2 separate regions of the Mus musculus genome follow, and region 2 is linked to region 1. The links are chromatin contacts, called in public HiChIP or PLAC-seq maps. All regions are on one chromosome and are shown on one strand. Each heading gives the region's core, a stretch centred on a gene start, on an enhancer-like site or on the middle of the called end of the contact. The rest is flanking DNA. Distances are from core to core; before and after follow the strand shown.

What was found. HiChIP or PLAC-seq counts read pairs in DNA pulled down with a chosen protein or histone mark.
Region 2: an H3K27ac HiChIP or PLAC-seq map of SST interneurons shows a contact between it and region 1, with 6 times the contacts expected there. The contact joins the promoter of Ficd here to the enhancer-like site in region 1. A contact is called at or near these places in 3 of 39 promoter capture datasets (cranial neural crest, embryonic stem cells and second pharyngeal arch cranial neural crest), 1 of 15 datasets of contacts at CTCF or cohesin (the NIH/3T3 cell line), 10 of 484 Hi-C or Micro-C datasets (CD4 T cells, the Patski cell line, bone marrow-derived macrophages and 7 more), 18 of 115 datasets of contacts at active chromatin or transcription factors (SST interneurons, bone marrow-derived macrophages, embryonic basal ganglia and 12 more) and 3 of 9 other capture datasets (adipose tissue, macrophages and pancreatic islet).

The regions. Positions count from the first base shown.
Region 1 is chr5:113,392,716-113,395,583 of GRCm38.p6, reverse strand. No RefSeq gene overlaps it. Among named protein-coding and RNA genes, the nearest start is that of Aym1, 37 kb to the right of the region's middle. Within about 2 kb of position 1,588, at least 15 of the 459 cell types and tissues checked have an H3K27ac peak or open chromatin away from gene starts, as enhancers often do. A contact at or near this core is called in SST interneurons and cortical neurons, where this site is marked.
Region 2 is chr5:113,734,214-113,737,060 of GRCm38.p6, reverse strand. It overlaps Ficd (FIC domain containing), which reads right to left and starts at 1,279. Exons shown (of 3, transcript NM_001010825.3): 1 at 1,012-1,279; 2 at 1-240. The coding sequence starts at 189.

The DNA.
Region 1 (2,868 bases), core at 339-2,838:
AATTAATATGGTGTATGATTGATGGTTAATAATTAGTACATATGAATATTAATCAGTCCAGACATTTATATCTCAACCCTCAAAATGCTTTCAAAACCCCTGGGCTATTTCCGGACTTGGTGGTCACTGCATTTCAATGGATAGAGGCCCACCAGACATGAGGTTTGCTTCTTTTCAAGATGGAATGTAGAGGAAGAAAGAGAGCCTAATAGCATTGTGCATCCAGCCTGAGACACCCTGACCTGACATCCAACATCACAGTCACTGTTTGGGGTGTAAAGGATGACAGCAGAGGTGGCTATGGGTCACGTCCACATAGGGAGGCTGTAGAGTCTTGAGTCTCTCAGTTTGAAACCCCCTGTTCATTAGCAGAGCTTCCTCACCATCAATTAGAGATGGTGCGTGCAATTATCTGTGATCCAACTGAAATGAACCCCAGTTAATACTGTGTTTCCAGATGCCACATCATCACTGGCTAGTGCTGTGCCCTGCAAGCCCAGCCTTTACATCCATGGATGTAAGCGATGATTTCCTGTTGTCTTCAGAGTCCAACTCCCCAAGCATCCCTGAGGCTAGAAGATTCCCATGCAGATGGTCCATCCATTCCCCTAAAGATTTGTTTAATATATGTGAGAACACTGTCATTGTCTTCAGACACACCGGAAGATGACATCAGATCCCGTTACAGATGGTTGTGAGCCACCATGTGGTTGCCAGAAATTGAACCCAGGTCCTCTGGAAGGGCAGTCAGTGCTCTTAACCGCTGAGCCATCATCTCTCCAGCCTCCCCCCCTCCTGCTGCCTTAATGGTAGTAGTGGTGACAACATGTAAGGGTGGCCAGCCCTGACTGAGGACTGAGCGTGTGCAGCCATGGCGATGGTTTTTATGCATGCTATTTCACTAGCTTCTGTAGTCTGACCCTCTAAGCCCACATCACTGAAACAGAGCTGGGGGCTTTCTTGAAGTCCCCAGAACAGGCAAATGCCAGAACACACACACACACTCCCAGCCTCATTGATTCATACCCTGGTGTTTGTTTTTATGTGCCTACAAACTGGCTCTTGAAGTTCATCCTTGACCATGGAGCAGCCAAGAGTAGGCACATCCTTGAAGCCATGTGTGAAGGTGCTGTCGTGCCCGTGGGCGAGGCTCTGTGAGAAGGGTGCTCACTGCTAGCTAGAGCAGGTACTTTCTGATGACCTTTCAGCAAGTCACAATTCCTAGCCTCACTGGTTTAGAGCAGCATACTATTCTACCCCAGGGTGGGGGCCAGTGCAGTCTGCCCCAGGTCTCCTCGTTTCTCCCGCTGTCTTGGATGCATGGAGTCTCACTACAGGCTCTAGCAGCTGCCCGCTGTGAGCTTTGGTTGAAGCTTGTGGTGGGGCCAGATCATGGGTTTAACCCGGGAGAGTTGCGAAACCACTTCTCGTGGAGATAGCACACCTTTCAGGAGCCACACAACCAGATTAAACTACAAACAGATTTGGTGAAGAGAAAAGAATTTTAAAAACACCCTCAGATTGGCTCACTGTCTGACTTGATCATTATGTAACTAAACTGATGCAACTTTCATGCAAATAACTGAGCTAATCACCGTGTATGCAAATGACATTGTGGCTCAGTCTCAACGCTGGGTAGCTCAGCTCTGTTCTGAAGAAGCTGTTCCTGAAAGCCGAGTCTAAGGAAACAGCTCTGTGGGGCGTCACACAATGGTCAACAAACAAGAAAGAAGAAAAAAAAATGGCACCGGGCAACTACACCTGATCTTCGTCTATTCCTTGTTTTTGTAACAGAATATCTGAGACGGGTTACATTATAAAAGAATGAGATCTGTTTCAGCTCTTGGTTGTGAATGTGAAGTTCCCTCAGCTGCATATGGGAGTCTTCTGCTGCTTCAGCCCATGGCCAAAAGCAGAAAGGTGAATGGAAGTCGCAGGCTGACTGGTGTGACACTCAGCACCAGCAGTCGCAACGCCATCCCTGCAGGACCTGGAAGCACTCGCTACTGTGAGACCTGACCCAGCCCACTGTTCCACTCCGTCTCAACACTGTGACTTTGGGGAGCAGACTTGAACATGAGGTTTAGAAGAGACAAACTGGGCAGGCAAATCTCAAGGACCATATAGATCTGAACAGAAGTCTGGAGCACAAGGACCCTATGTCCTCTTCTACCCAGAAACACATAGTTCTTGACACCCTTCATGACACACAGCCTCATCATCCCATCTCCAGGCTCTACCTGGCTTTCCTCCTCCAGAACCATTGCTCTCTGCTTCCCAGATCTCCAGCTGCAGAGGACAGCAAGGGCATCACCACATCTAGGAAGCAGGGGGCAGACTGCCCTGAAGACTCAGTCTCACCCAGCCTCACTGCTGCCGAGGTCCACAGGCTCAAAAAGATGATTTCCACAGGAAGCTATGGCACAGAAAATGCACACACACACACATGCAGTACACAAATAGCACACATGAACACACACAGCACATCATACAAAGTACACCTGCAGCAATGCAACCATGGAGTGCATGCACACACATGTGGTACAGCACACGCACATGCAACAGATATGGGCAGCCTACACATTCACCCACACAACACACAGCATACTTATAAAACACACGTGAACACATCACAGACAACAGCACACACGTGGTATTCATGTATGCTCATAGCATACATGCACACGTATGCACCCAGCACACATATGTACAGGCAGTATATTCACAGCTATACACATACAATGTGCACACACATGTATACACAATATGCATGTGCACAGGATTGTATACATGCAGTGTATACAGCACACACATGGCACACACCCCTACCAGTATTACTGGGCCCACTCCATCAAGATATCCATGAAT
Region 2 (2,847 bases), core at 30-2,529, 340 kb before region 1:
GCTCCTGAGCAGGTGGAAACCTCTGAGCACAGCCAGGCAATGCTCTTCCACAACTCCCAGCGGCAGCAGCAGAGCCAGCAGCGACCCCAGAGCCATGCTCAGCAGCGCCATCCACAGGAAACGGCCCCAGACGGAGACCCATTTGGGTTCGGCCACTGCCACCACCGACGCCATTGGCATGAGTATCATCTGGACTGAGGGCTGGGCCCAGAGCACTCGACACAGAGGAAAAGCTGGACCCTGCAAGGAACCAAGCATTGTAAAAGAATGAGGCAGTGGGAGTGGACCCGTTCCCAGATGGAGAGACCAGACACAGAATCGTCACACTTTCTAATTCATTAGGGACCACGGAAATGGGGGAGGGGTCTCATGGTGCAGGGCCAGCCTGGGAAGATTCATCCTAACCCATAGCTCCTCCGGGGTAGAGTGATAGGACTCTAATGCATTTATATATATTAACTTTCATAATCTCAGCCTACAACCCCAGGAGGTGATGTTTCCACACCGCCCTCCCCAGAGGAGATGCAATCAGAACTCAGAAAAGTGAAGTCGGGGACTTTTCAGCCCCCCTCTTAGTCCACTAGTCCACCACAAGCGACTATTGCCACAGGACACCTAGTGTTTGGGCTGTAACTCCTGCATACGCCCCTGGACACACACCACAATCTTCGATAAGGACAAATGTCTGGTGTCCTGATGTTACCATATGAATACCGACAGCCTCGGTGACCAATGTTGTGTCCCTTCTGCCCTTCCTTCCCTGGCTTGTCCATCATAGACAGGGAAACCCAAGGCCTGGCCAACAACAGTGGGTGATGATGCCCTACCTCAGCGAGGGCGAACACAAGCTTGGGGGCTGGCGGGGGATGGGGGGGGGGAGCGAGGGATCAGGTATGCAAATGCCATCTTGCCAACAATAAGCATTTATTGGGCAACTATGGTGTGCCGGACACTGCGCTGCCGGCCAGCCTTGCACGCTGTCAGCCCCCTTGCGAAGAGCGAGCAAGCTACCTGTAGCTCCCGGTTTACAGATGAGGGATGACGCCGTTCTGACAGGCGGCGCCGGAGCTCCGGGGCCTGACCCGCCACGTCATCACTTCGCGCGGCCTGTGCAGCGGCTCGAGCCCAGCAGACTTCGGCTTACTCCCGAAGCGGGGGGTGGGGTGGGGGGTGGAATGAGGCTGCCGCGAGCTCCCGCTACGAACCGGCCCAGGGCTCGTGCCCGCCTCCAGCATCCAAACCCGCGCGGCCGTTCCCCGCAGCCGCGGTCGCAGGCCCCGCCCCCACCACCTCGCCCCGCTCCCGTCGCCTCGCCATTGGACGGACGGCCGCCCTTGCCGCGGCGGATTGGCTGTCTCGACTTGTCCATCCGCCGCGCTTCCGGGTTCTAGAGCTAGCTAGAGCATCCCCCCGGGAAAGGCGCGCCGTGTGCCGCTTCCATTGGCTGTCGCTTGTGTGCATGGGGCGGGGTCGAGGCCACCGGCTAGGGCGAGCATTTGCGTCCTGTTTTCCCGTCCCAGCATCTGCTACCTTCCTGGGCCTCCACCTAGGCTCTGTGTGCTTCAGTTTCTCTGGTGTGCAATGGCAGTAGCCACATCACCAAACGTTTCCCACTTCTTAGTCCCGGTTTCACCGTTTGTCCCTTTTCTTTACCCCCTTTCTTGTCCTCTCTAATCTACTTTTGTTTTTGAGATGGCTTCGCACCGTGTAGACCAGGCCTGGCTAGGAATTAATTCACGGTGTAGCCCAGGTTGGTCGGGACTTACTGTGTAGCCCGAGCTGGCTTAGTATTCAACCCGGGTCATTTTGAGCCAACATGCCCTCCTGACCTTTTTTAGTTTGCATTCTCTGGAGCGGCTGGCTATGGCTTTTTGTTTACCAAATTAAGTTTTCTTTGGTGCAGAGGGCAGGGCTCCCATCTCAACCCACAAATATTGAACCGGAAGCTCCCAGGGCCTGCTTTGAGAGGTTACTGGGCACACTCTGGAGTCAGACGGCCCACAGATTCAGATTTTTGCCCTCAGTCTCTTGTGATCTTGGATCAGTTTTCTCAACGGCAGAATGGGACAACAGCTCACATCTCTTAATTAAAAAAAAAAAAAAAAGTTCGTGTGCGCGCACGTGCACAGAGATCAGTTTGCAAACCTGGGCTTTCTCCTTCTACCATATGGGTTTGTGGATTGAACGCAGGTCACCAAGTTTGGCTCCTACCTGCCTTAGCCCTCAGGTTCTGGATTTGGGACTCTTTTCATGGAGCCACACAGCCCTGGGTTCGCATCCCAGCTCTGCCACTAGCAGACTGACTTGGTGGTGTCAATCTACTTTACTGATCTGTCACCTGCAGGTAGCTTAAATTGGTCTGGGACTCACTGTATAGGCCAGGCTAGCCCCAACCTCCCGCCTCTGCCTCTGCCTTCTGAGTGCTGGGATTAGAGGCATATACCACCAAATCCGGTTTCAGCCTGCTTTCTTATAGAACCCCCTGACCAGCCCAGGGATGGCTCCACCCACAATGGGCGGGGCCTTCCCCCATCAATCATTAATTAAGAAAATGCCCTACAGTTGGATCTTATGGAAACATTGTTCTCAATTGAAGTTCCTTTCCCTCCAGATAACGCTAGTGCGGTGATTCTCAACCTGTGGGCCATGACCCCACAGGGCTCTCATATTAGCTATTTACATTACATTACGATTCATCACAGTAGCAAGCGTATGGCTATGAAGTAGTAATGAAATAATTTTATAGTTGGGGGTCACCACAGCATGAGGAAACTATGTTTAAATATAATTTTATAATGTAGTATGTTAGTCAGGGTTCTCTAGAGTCACAGAACTTTTCGGTAGTCT